2 separate regions of the Danio rerio genome follow, and region 2 is linked to region 1. The links are chromatin contacts, called in public Hi-C maps. All regions are on one chromosome and are shown on one strand. Each heading gives the region's core, a stretch centred on a gene start, on an enhancer-like site or on the middle of the called end of the contact. The rest is flanking DNA. Distances are from core to core; before and after follow the strand shown. Region 1 overlaps LOC101883776. Region 2 holds the start of nog1 (noggin 1).

The links. A called contact is a pair of places that touch in the nucleus more often than the background predicts.
Region 2: a contact with region 1 is called in a Hi-C map of an unstated tissue, with 5 times the contacts expected there. The contact joins the promoter of nog1 here to the enhancer-like site in region 1. A contact is called at or near these places in 2 of 18 Hi-C or Micro-C datasets (embryo and an unstated tissue).

The regions. Positions count from the first base shown.
Region 1 is chr3:7,780,260-7,787,211 of GRCz12tu, forward strand. It overlaps LOC101883776, which reads right to left. Exons shown (of 5, transcript XM_073944112.1): 3 at 1,685-1,945. Among named protein-coding and RNA genes, the nearest start is that of cbx2, 59 kb to the left of the region's middle. Within about 2 kb of position 1,827, at least 12 of the 62 cell types and tissues checked have an H3K27ac peak or open chromatin away from gene starts, as enhancers often do.
Region 2 is chr3:7,852,284-7,859,037 of GRCz12tu, forward strand. It overlaps nog1 (noggin 1), which reads right to left and starts at 2,479. Exons shown (of 1, transcript NM_130983.2): 1 at 337-2,479. The coding sequence starts at 2,338. The coding sequence ends at 1,688. The region is part of intron 1 of LOC101883776; the gene reads right to left.

The DNA of each region.
Region 1 (6,952 bases), core at 577-3,076:
ATTTGCCCTACAAGGATAAATATTACATTTAAAGACTTTAAAAGAAACAGACGATGACTAAATGAGTTTAATAAACACTGATAAGAGTTTCACTGACTATAAACAAACAAATAAATATATTTCACATTTAATATATACATTTTTCAATATTATTTTCTTTTTCAACAATGTAAAATGTAACATTTCATCTCAATGTCGATGACGCGGTGGCGCAGTGGGTAGCACGATTGCCTGACAGCAAGGATGTTGCTGGTTCGAGCTCGGCTGTGTCAGTTGGCATTTCTGTGTAGTTTCAGGAAAGGGTACACGCGGTACAGGTGAATTGGGTAAGCTAAAATTGGCTATAGTGTATGTGTGAAATTGAGAGTGTATGGGTGTTTCCCAGTGATGGGTTGCAGCTGGAAGGGCATTAGCTGCGTAAAACATATGCTTGATGAGTTGGCGGTTCATTCCGCTGTGGTGACCCCTGATTAATAAAGGTACTAAGCGGAAGAACAAATGAATGAATGAATGGATCTCAATGTCAAGAAATGCTTCTAAATCATCACATTTACACACATCTCAATTTTGTGTGGTGCGGCATTATTTAGTCGACTGATTTTGTGTGATTTTGTCTTTCTGATGTTTTTCCTGCTGTCAATGGAGCATTCCGGCGAAATGAAAAAGAAAGCTGATCCTGATTGGTCCTCGTGCATGCATTAAAAATCCTGATTGGTTTTTTTTAAATAAAAAGTCTTAAAATTTAAACAACTTATAAAGAACCGTCATATAATGTAAAGAAGTTGTCATTTGATAAGAATATGTCAATAACTCAATTTTGACAAAAATGTCAGATAGAACCTTATAATTCTAAGGTGACGATTACTCGACTGATTGTAAAAATAAATAAATAAAAAATAATAATAATACTCATTTATTTAAATCACTTAACATTATAAAAAATTTGGAATAAAATATTAAAGCAAAAAAAAAAATTAATTACCTGAAAGCTAATGCTGTTACTCGACTGATAAATGATAATATTAATAATAATTATTATTATATTTATTTATTTATTTATTTAAATTACTTCAAGTTGTTAAATAACTTTTTCTTTTACATTATTATATATAAAAAAATGGAATACAATATTAAAGCTAAAAAATACCTTAAAGCTGTTGGTGTTACTCGACTGATTGTAAAAAAATAAAATAAAATAATAATAATAAAATTATTTATTTATTTAAATGACTTAACACTGTTAAATTACATTTTTGACCTCATTATAAAATAGAAAAAGAAGCTTTGAATAAAACATTAAAAAAAGCTTAAAGTTGCTGTTACTAAACTGATAATTGTTATAATCAGATAATTCAAGTGTTATAATCAGATAATATATCAGATAATTTTGATAATTGTTACTAAACTGTAATTTTTTCAAATTAAATAATAATACTAATTTAACTTAACATTGTTAAAATACATTTTTACCTCATCATAAAATAAAATAAAAGTTTTGAATAAAATATTAAATAAAAAAATACCTTAAAGCTGTTGTTGTTTGACTGATTTATAATAATAATAATAATAATAATAATAATAATTTACCAATTTGAATGACTTAACATTGTTAAATAACATTTTTACCTCATTATAAAATGAAAAAAAATATATATTTTGAATAAAATATTAAACCAAAAAATACCTTAAATCTGTTGGTGTTGAGGTGCATGTGTGTCAGATGTCAGCAGATGGCGCCGGCGCTCTGACTGAAGAGCTCTAGTGTTCACTCAACAGTGTGCAGACGCTCTGCTGATAGAGGAATGTGTGTGTCTGTCTCCGCGTCTCTGTGGATTTGCCCCTCTTAACCTGCATGTGACATCTGACCCGCAGACGCCAGAAAGACTCGCTGACGTTCAGCCACACTGCATCATGGGAAGACACGCTTTACCTGACTCCATATCAGCTGCAATGATAACAAATGCAGAGAACTGCTCAAATCTCCTGATGGACACCAGAGATCTCCAATATATCATCTCCTGCTTCTGAAATCACACACTATACAGCGAGTGAGAAACAGTATAGGACAGAAGTAGTGTGCGTGTGTGTGTGAATTGAATAAGAAAGTAAAAAGTATCATAATAACACATGGCATCATATAAAGAGAATGTGCTGTCTCACAATAGTTCACTAATCCAAGTACCTTTTCTAGAGAGCATGTGATTTCAGACAAAATCCAACTGTGAGTTTTCCAAACTGTGCTCAGATTTGCAATCCGAAAAGATCTTGATATGAACTCAAACAGGGCTCATCAAATGATCTGAACTGCTCCATATTCAATATCATATTCAATAAATATGCTAATTAAAATGTTTATAACAAAAATATTGAGTGTTTAGCAAAGATATTACCTCAACAAATGCATTATATTAAGTCAGAGTTGAATCTGAAACGGTATGAGCAGAAACATCCAGAACCACGCAGGAAACTGGAGCAATTCAAGAGTTCACACTTAGCTGATGATTGAATATAAGCTACTTTGGCATGCTGTCCCGGGAGAGAGCCCTGAGCTCATAAGATCCTCGAGCACGGGGCTCCCTCTCGTTGCAAGGCGAGAGGGGAGATCTCGAGAACTCCCCTGCTCTAGTGATTGCTCTTAAGAGATAACTACTTAGTAGGAGCATGTCTATAGTGCCGATTTGGGTTAGTCAATTAGCTTAAGTTGCATGTTTTCGGATGGTGGGAGGAAACCAGGGAACCCCACATGAGCACGTGGAGAGCGTGCAAACTCCGCACAGAAATGTCTGCTGATTTGGTAAAGCCTGGAACCAGAGACATTCTTGCTGTGAGGCAACAGTGCTAAGCACTGGGCCACCGTATCACCCACCTAGGGAGAAGGAGGAGTAGGGGTGGAAGGGGGGATTCTTCAAAATGAAGATAGCGGTGGTACTTAACCCGGGGTATTTGTAGTAGCTTAGGAATCGTCTGATTGGTGCATTAGGAACTGGATAATGAGGATCCAGCTGCTAGCAATCACAAGCACGTGATCCTCTCGAAATTAGTTTATAAATAATCTTCACTAAAGGTGAAGTTTAACCAAAAGTGTTGCTTTAAAGTCTGCCCCTATCTCCGCCCGCTACCAGAAAATAAGTCTTTAAGGCCCCGCCCCTATCTCCGCCCGCTACCAGAAAATAAGTCTTTAAGGCCCCGCCCCTATCTCCGCCCGCTACCAGAAAATAAGTCTTTAAGGCCTGCCCCTTACTCCACCCACTACCAGAAAATAAGTCTTTAAGGCCCGCCCCTAACTCCACCCACTACCAGAAAATAAGTCTTTAAGGTCCGCCCCTAATGTTAAATGAATAGCAGTAAATTTTACTCATCATTTACTCAGCATCAAGTGGTTCCAAACTCTTAAGATTTTCATTCTTCTGTTTCTTTCTACACAAAAGAAGATATTTTTGAAAAATGTTGGAAATCAGCAACGAATATTTGTTTTTCCTACTATGGAACTCAATGGTTTTCAGCTTCCTTCAAGACATCTAATTTGTCAGACAAAAGATCCTCAAAAAGGTTTGAAACCACTCAAGGGCGAGTAAATAGTGAGTAAAATTGTAATTTTTGGGTGAACTAACCCTTACAGGTCTTTGGGTGCAAACAGAAAAGCGGGTATTAAAAACCACAGCTAACAAATTTAACCTGACGGCTCCTGAACTTTTTTGACATTTTTTAGCTTTTAAGTTAATCAGCTTCTAACTTCCTCTAACACGGTACGAGTCACGACCATACGAGCATCAAACATTTCCATGCAACTTCTCCCGAAAAAAAAAAAAACATGTACGAGCTCGTAGAACAACAAAAATTTGCTGAGATAGTCCATCCACCTCACAGGTGTGACATATCAAGATGCTGATTAGACTGCATGATTATTGCACATGTGTGCCTTAGGCCAGCCACTCTAAACTGTGCAGTGTAGGTTATGCAGCTGAATACAGTAAAGTGTCTGCATGGAAAAGATCTAAACTGAATCTTTGAACACAACTAATAAATTAACAAAAAAGTGAAGCTTTAAAAATAATTGTAATTTCTTTGTAAACATGATTTGAGATGCATACAGGATTAGTGGAAAAAAATAAGTTATTACAGTTAATTCATCAAGAATAAAAAAAAAACTTAGATCCATTGTAGTCTGTGATGAAGGACCACAGTTGGGCTAAAAAATAAACCCAAAATTGTCACATTTCAGCAAGCAACAATGGCAATACATTAAAACACCTCAGCAGGCACAGAACGTCAACATAACGTCAGATTAATGTTGTACCCCACGTCATGGGACGTTGCATTTAGGTGGAAATGAAAATTGGGTTGATGTCAGAACTCAACGTCAGATTGACGTCATTTTCCATCGTCGGACATAACTCGCATTTTGGTCACTTTCCAACGCAACCTAAAAACAACCAAATATCAACGTCTAATGAAGTTACAGCTTGTGTTTGTGTGGAGGTTACCACTATGACGTCTATTAGATGTTGGATTTTGGTTGCCATACCTGATGAATAAATGTCAATATTTGACGTCAATATGACGTTGGTTTAAGATGTTGGCTTGAGGTTGGGTTTTGGTCATTTTGCAATGCAACATAAAAACAACCAAAATATCAATATCTAATAATGTTACAGCTTGATGATGTGTGGACTTTACCACTATGACATCTATCAGATGTTGGATTTTGGTTGCCATACCTGTTGAATAAATGTCAGTATTTGATGTCAATATAATGTTGGTCTAAGATGCTGGATTTTGGTCACTTTCCAAAGCAAAAAAACAAAACAAAAAACAAAAAAACAACAACAACCAAATATTAATGCCTAATGATGTTACAGCTTAACGCTGTGTGGATGTTACGACTATGACGTCTATCAGATGTTGGATTTAAGTTGCCATATACCTGATGAACAAATGTCAGTATTTGATGTCAATATGACGTTGGTTTAAGATGTTGGCTCGACGTTGGATTTTGGTCATTTTCCAGGGCAACCTAAAAACAACCAAAGATCAACGCATGATGTTACAGCTTGATGATGTGTGGATGTTACCACTATGACATCTATCAGACATTGGATGTTGGTTGCCAAACCGGATGAATAAATGTCAGTATTTAACGCCAATATAATGTTGGTCTAAGTTGTTGGATTTTGATCACTTTCCAAAGCAACCAAAAAACAACCAAATATCAATGCCTAACGATGTTACAGCTTGACATTGTGTGGACGTTACCACTATGACGTCTATCAGACGTTGGATTTTGGTTGCCATATCTGATGAATCAATGTCAGTACTTGATATCAATATGCCGTTTTTTTTTTTAAGATGCTGAATCAATGTTGGATTTTGGTCATTTTTCAACGCAACCTAAAAACAACCAAATATCAACGTTTAATGATGTTACAATTTGACGTTGCATGGAGGTTACCACAATAGCATCCATCAGACGTTGGATTTTGGTTGCCATACCTGATGAACAAATGTCAGTATTTGACGTCAAGAAGACGTTGGCTTTTGGTAACTTTCCAACACGACTTAAAAATCAATCAAATATCAACGCCTAATGATGTTACAGCTTTACGTTGTGTGTACGTTACCAATATGACGTCTATCAGATGTTGGATTTTAGTTGCCATATATCTGATGAATAAATGTCAGTATTTGATGTCAATATGACGTTGGTTTAAGATGTTGGCTCGACGTTCGATTCTGGTCATTTTCCAGGGCAACCTAAAAACAACCAAATATAAACGCATGATGTTACAGCTTGATGTTGTGTGGACGTTTCCACTATGACTTCTATCAGACATTGGATATTGGTAGCCAAACCTGATGAATAAATGTCAGTAATTAATGTCAATATGACGTTGGCTTAAGATGTTGAATCAACGTTGGATTTTGGTCATTTTCCAACACAACCTAAAAACAACCAAATATCATCTAATGACATTACAAATTGACGTTGCATGGACGTTACCACTATAACCTCTATCAGACGTTGGATTTTGGTTGCCATACCTGATGAATAAATGTCAATATTTGACGTCAATATGACGTTGGTTTAAGATGTTGGCTCGATGTTGGATTTTGGTAATTTTCTAGGGCAACCTAAAAACAACCAAAGATCAACGCATGATGTTACAGCTTGACATTGTATGGACTATACCACTATGACATCTAGCACATATTGGATTTTGGTTGCCATACCTGATGAATAAATTTTAAGTACTTGATGTCAATATGACGCTGGTTTAAGATGTTGAATCAACGTTGGATTTTGGTCATTTTCCAACGCAACCTAAAAACAACCAAATATCAACATCTAATGATGTTACAGCTTTACGTTGTGTGTACGTTACCAATATGACATCTATCAGACGTTGGATTTTGGTTGCCATACCTGATGAACAAATGTCAGTATTTGACGTCGATATAATGTTGGCTCGATGTTGGATTTTGGTCGTGATTGAACATCAAAATAACGTACATTGAATTTTGGTCGCGACATCACGATCTAAATCAAACCTAAAATATACATCTTACGACGTTGTGTCTCTGCTGGGAATAAGTCACCTTGAAAACAACAAATAAGAAATTACATTCAATTGCTAAACATTTAGTTAAAGATAACCCAGTCAGGATGCTCCCTATGTAGGCGTCTCACTAGGGCTGGAAATGACCCACATGTGTGTTGTTTTGTTGAGCTCCTGAAATGCCACAGTGTGTGTTTTGCCGGACTGCTTGCATTTAGGACTCCTCTACGGCTTTAACGATCTTCTACATTTCAAAGGCTTGTTTAGAAATCTGATCTGCGCCGAGCTTCACACACACACAAGCTGTTTTTAAATCACTCCTTCACGTGGCAGTGTAAACAAACGTTAGTTTGGCCTGTGTTACACAGTTAACACACACACAGACCAGCCGCAGACAC
Region 2 (6,754 bases), core at 1,229-3,728, 73 kb after region 1:
TTGTGGTCGGACTGATTATAAAATCCATTAATTTTATTAGTACTATAACATGCAAAAAATACGCTTACATTAACCAAACTGAATCTATCTTCAATTCACACACATAAACCTCACATTTAGGCCTAAATATAGTTTGATTACTGTGATCTGCATTATTATGTGATGTAATAAAAAGGCTCCACACGGGCCACTGTGAGCATCAGCATTGGTTGCCTTGGTTACGGGGGCCCTTAAGCCAGGTGAGAGCATGTCATGGTAAATTAGGAGACCCTCTTTGAAGTTTCTTTCATGAGAAGAAACAAAGGCAGAGGAAACAAAAAAAGCTCAAACCATTCGTTGTGTTTGATATTTTATTATCTGAATATAAAGAATAAATAACAGTTCATCTTAATTTACAGGATAAATCGTCTCCGGCCGTCACAGCATGTGAGACTTTAAAAAAAAATTAAAAATCCACAATAAATTTTGAGGTCGTCGAATCTGTGTGGGAAAAAAAACCTTATAGACATCTCAGACAGCTCCATTCTCTGCAATATAAATACAACCCAATATTTTCCACAATTACAGTAGACTCTGGATATTACTACACATAATACTGGCTAGATCATTACATGATGGCACGACATATACAGACAATACATTCCTACACATGATAGTGCATACACAAACGAAAGGGAACACTTGCATGACAGATATTAATATAAAACACAACGCTGAGTCATCAGTTATCAAATCTGAATGTGTGAGCTATTGATCTGCACAGCATTGTGTTTAGATGAACATTGCCTTATTATTTACTCTCCCTCATGTGGTCTTATGTTGAACACCAAAAGAAGATATTTTGAAGAATGCTGCTGGCACTTCGATAAAAAAAAAATAGTATGGAAGTCAATAGGAGCCGATCACCAGCATTCTTCGAATTATCTTCTTTTGGGTTTAACAGATAAAACTCCAACGGGTTTTTAGCAAGTAAACAATGACAGAATTTAAATATGTCTGAAAATAATGTTTAAATGATCTAAAATTAATATAAAGTGTTTCCAAAACACAAAATAAAAGCTTTTCTTAACAAATCCAGAGATTTGTATAAATAATGTTCTCTTTTTTTATAAAGTTCTTCCAGAAATGTGAATTTTAAATATGAGATATATTTTGTACAGTCGTGTCTCCATAATTTAAGTCCAGCAACATGCATTAATGTGCTTCACATCAGAGTCCAGAACCATATCAGGAGCTCTATTATGGGTTTTCTGAATGAGCGGCCAGTTCACCCATTTACTTCCATTGTAAAAAATAAATACTATGGAAGTGAATGGGTGCCAGCTATCAACATTTCTCAAATTATCTTCTTTTGTGCTCAACAGAAGAAACTCAAACCTGTTTAAAACAACAAAATTAAAATCTTTAATCTCTTTAAATGACTTAAAGTTAATATAAAGTGTTTCCAAAACACAAAATAAAAGTGTTCATAACTTAAATCCAGAGATTTGTTTTATAAAAGATGTTCATGTCTGAATTCTCTTCTTTAGAAAGTTCTTCCAGCAATGTGGATTTTACAAATATGAGATACATTTTGTACAGTCATGTCTCCATAATTTAAGTCCAGCGATATGCATTAATACGCTTCACATCAGAGTCCAGAAACGCATCAGGAGTTCAATATTATAATGTTTTTTATTTCTGCTGGTCAGTTCGCGCATGAGCATTTGCACTCTGTGATGATGGGATACTGCACCGGTATCCACGCGCACTTGAGTGCGCCTCTCCTCGCCACGCATCTCCAGCGCAGCAGCGTGATGTGTGTTGATTTGGCCGGTTTGCACACCATGCCCTCCGGCACCGAGCATGAGCGCTTGGTGTAGCAGCTCCCCGCGCGCACGAACCGCGGCCAAAAGCGCGAGCCCAGGTCATTCCAGGCGTACAGCACCGGGCAGAACGAGTAGGACCACAGCCACATCTGCAGCCGCCGCTTCAGCTTCTTGCTGGCTTTGCGCTTTTTGCCCCACGGCGCGTCAAAGTCCAGGTTCTTGATGTCTTTGGGCATCATCCCGGCGAGGTTCAGCTGGAGCTCCTGCTCGTCCAGGTCCTCGTTCCCCGCGTAGCGGTCCTGAGGAGGACCGACCGACAGAAAGCGGCTGTCAAAGTCCCCGAGCGCGCTCCTCAGCTCGGTCTCGTTTAGATCCTTCTCCCGCGGATCGTAGAGCGGGTCCGGGTCCTCCTTCAGCTCCAGCAGGGGTAAAGTGTCACTCGGGATGGGTCTGAGCAGGTAATAGTGCTGGCACTGTGCGAAGGAGAGCAGCAGCAAGTACGCGGACAGCAAACACCGCGGGAAATCCATCCTTTTGAAATCTTCATCCAAAAGCGAGATCGGAGATTAAACGCGGGATTTATCCGTGCGTAATTCCGTGCATATCTGATGTCGAGGTGTGGTAAATGCGTGGGAATCGTGAGAAAGCATCACGATTGAAGGAGCCCCGCGTCTGAGTGTTTTTTGGGAATGCCTGACTCTCACGCGCGCGCCTCTGATTTATACACGCGCGCCCCTGTGATGCAATACACTTCTCTCGCTTTTTCTTTTTTCTCAATGTGAGTTTGTTTGCAGGAGATTCCCCGACACTTCCTTTCAGACTCAGATGAGCAGGAGGAGGAGGCGTGGCTGCAGGCGCTCGGCGTTTGACGCCCCCTGTCGGACAGTTTTCTAACTGATGTCCAGAGGCGATGTTTTTTTGTGGTGTCTTTAAATTTTCACAACTTAAATCCAGAGATGTGTGTTTAATAAAAGTTTATGAAAAAAAGTGTCAGAAATCACTTTTTTATTAAAATCTTGAGAAATGTGAGTTTAAAAAAAAAATTGACACCAACTTTAGGTTTGTATAGCACCTTCCCAAATAGGGTTACATTACCCAATGCACTGGGTTAAATCATTTATCCCAATGCATTGGGTCATTTTGATTAAATGTTATTTTCTCCATTCTGGGATTACTATTACTATTCCTACTATGAATTCCTAATTATGGCATTAAATAAATGAATGTCTCCGCTGGGTCCTAAAGGTTAGAATCCGGGAGCGCAGAGATGAACACGGGAGGTGGAGAAAGGGATTTAGTATTGATCGGCTTTAAAGCTCTCAGTATCAATAATTAAAAACACGACATGGAGAGGTCATTTAATAAAAGATATAACAATATCATTGTATTAAAGCCTTAATAAACTTTAGAAAGCAAAAACAACATTATAAATGCATATTATTACAGCTGTTCTGTGTCAGTCAAATCAGTTGACTGTTGAAACCCAAAACTGTAACCCAACTGGTTGAGTTGTTATATAAATAACCTAATAAAGGTTAAAAATAACCCAACAAAGCACCAACCAATTTGTTTAACTCAACAATTGGGTTAAACAAATAACTCAAGGTTTTTTAGAGTGTACAGTCATGTCTCCGTAAGTCCAGTGATATGCATTAATAAGCAATGGGTGCCAATGGGAGTCAATGGGTGCCAGCTACATTGTAAAAGACGCAGGGTTTATGCTGGAAACACATTTTTGGGTTAATTGTGCAGGGTCAAAACTGCTAAGTTGTCTCGGGTATAGGGCTGTGCAATTAATCGGAAAACCGATTTCGATTTAAATTTTGGCTTCTAACAATTATGAAAAACCATTAATCGGTATAAGCGATTATTGCATCATATACTGGCCCCTTCTGTTGCTCTTAAAAGCGCAAAAGACCGCATGATTCTGAGTGTGTGTGCGGCACACACACACAGTCAGAAGCATGTGGTTAGCATTCCGTCTTATTCGCACACTGAGCTGTGCCGAGCGCACACACCTTAAGTCATCTTAATGTGAGCGTTTAATGGTCAAATAGGTGTCAAAACGTGGAGTTTAGTAATTATTCATATTAACCCTCATTTGAGTAATAAACAAAGAGTTGAAAATCAAAAGACACGTGAAAGAGAAACCATTAAAGTGACCGTGCGCAATATCCCTGATGCCACCTGTTTTTATGATTATTAATCAAACAAAAGGAGAAGCTAAACTGTTTGGCTTAAAAGTGTTTTTCTTACAGTGAAGATGCTTAAAGCTCAGTTTATTTCATATTTTTATACTATTGTATTTATTTCGCATTCCTTTGCAGGGTGGAAAAGAAATATATATATAAATATATATATATAGTTGCAGATGCAGACAATCAAAAAATATATAAGGGGGCTAATATTATTGACCTTAAAATGGGTTTCAAAATATTTAAACCTGCTTTTATTCTAGCCAAAATAAAACAAATAAGCCTTTCTCCAGAAGAAAAAAAATATTAAAGGAAATACTGTTAAAATTAAAAAAAAAAAAAAATCTCAGGAGCGTTAATATTTTGACTTAAAAATAATAATCGTTTTGAATAATCGTGATTACAATTATGACCAAAATTATCGTGATTATGATTTTTCCCAAAATCGAGCAGCCCTACTCGGGTACTGGTTGCCCAAGCTTAGTCAACCCAACTGAAAGGACAGTAAAGGCTTCTCTCACCTTTGAACATCTGGGTTTGGTTATTTTGACCCAACTTCTTTATTAATTGTTCATTTTTCTATCTGGATTCATCACAATTTCAGATGGAGCTTGCGGCAAGCATTACAAGGTAAATAAAATGACATATACAGTGGTCTCTCACTATAAGGTTCACCTTTTGGGCCACACAGTTTAGCAGATTTTATTTACTGCAGTTTGACTTGGTTTTGTTTTTTGTTTTGCTTTGTTTTTTACAGTGCATTGAGTTCTGCGTCCTGATTGGCTGTAGACCACTGTCAATCAATCTATTCCATGTCTCCTAATCAGTACACAATGCATTCAGCTTGCTAAATTAACATAAATCTTTATTCGCTAGCAATGTAACTTTCAACAAGGATGCAAAAAGGGTTGTAACGCCCCATTCACATGGGGCGTCAGCGTCAACGCTTCCTATTCACATTGAATGGGTGATGTCAGGTGTTGCCGAACTGCATTGTGGATCCGTCGGCACCGCTTCAGAGACGTTGCTCGCTGCAGAAGTTGGGACTAGCTTAACTTATCAAGCGCCGATGGAAGTGTCAACCAATCAGATCGCTGTATGCAAATACACCAGCTAGACAGTGGCCTATTGCTGACTGAATTTCATTGGCTGACGCTGTTATGACGATCGCTTCAGCCCCAACTTCAGACACACCTTCAGTCAAGCGTTGACGCTGAAGCCCCATGTAAATGGTGCGTATCTGTCCTCAGCAAGACCATTGTAAAGGAGACTATCGTTATTTGCATTTTCCAAACCGTCACAACGTTTTCTGGTATAGGGGTGTGTTAATATGTTCTACAATGCTGCACTGAACTCAACAACAAGTTCAATGTATCCAGTTTAATTTGCAACCGTGTTTCCTTCAATCAATCTGTCCATCATTCCTCCCATCCTCATGATATGAGTTCAGACATCTGAACATCTCTGAATAAACCCAGTATACAGTAGATGAGCCCACATTATCTCTGTCTGCTTGGCACTTGGAGAAGCACAAACACACAAGTGTGCTGCTGAGGCTGTGGGGAATAAAGCCATAAAACACTCCGTCTAGAGTCATCCAAAATGAACATCTCCCACCAAGCCGGCGCGGCGGAATGCAGCTCGAGACTGACAAACACAGAGGAGCTGCATGGAAGAAGTGAGCTGTGCATAAAGCAGACGCGCAGAGAAATACATCTCTGTTTCTGTGTGAATGAGCTAATTCACACTTCTGCTGGAGAGACGGAGAGAGCGAGAGAGAGACACAGAGAGAGAGAGAGAGAGAGAGAGCTGAATCAGACAGCAGAAGCAGACACTATTGTCAGCACTCACAAAACACTGAACACACCTGTGCACTGCACCCTGCTTCATTAGAAAACACTTAATAATAACTATTCAGACTCACAAGACCTGTAATTAATTTATTACAATCAACAACTCAATCAATAATTCATAACAATAATAAAAATGAACAATTAATCCATCCGTCTATCCATCCATCTGTCTGTCCACCTATATCCATCCTTCTGTCTATCGATATTTCTATCCGTCTGTTCATTTATCCATCCATCCATTCATTCATCCATCCATGCAACTGTCTGTCAATCCAGCTATCCTTCTGTCTATTGATATCCAACCGTCCTTCTGTCCATCTATATATTTCCATGGGTCTGTTCATCCATCTATCCATCTATCTGTCTGTCTGTCTGTCTGTCTGTCTGTCCGTCCGTCCGTCCGTCCGTCCGTCCGTCCGTCCGTCCGTCCGTCCGTCCGTCCGTCCGTCTGTCTGTCAATCCTGCTAACTATCTGTTTGTCCATTCATCCTTCTCTTCATCTTTTCTATTTATCCATCCATCCATCTAGCTGGTTTATCCATCCATCAATAAATTCAACTGTCTGCCCATCCATCCATCCATCCATCCATCCATCCATCTATATACATCCAGTCGTCTGTCAATCTATATATCCATCCCATGTATCTTTTCAATCCATCCATCCATCCATCCATCATCAATATTAATTTATCCATATTTTCTATCTATCCATCCATCTCCTTCCATCTATCCATAATTTCTATCAATCCATCCATATTTTCTATTCATTCATCCTTCCATCTGTTCATCTATTTATCCATCCATCCATTTCTCTATATATCTATCTAAGCCATCAATCCATATATCCATATTTCTATTTATCTATCTATATTCCAACTTTCCATTTTTCCATCCATCC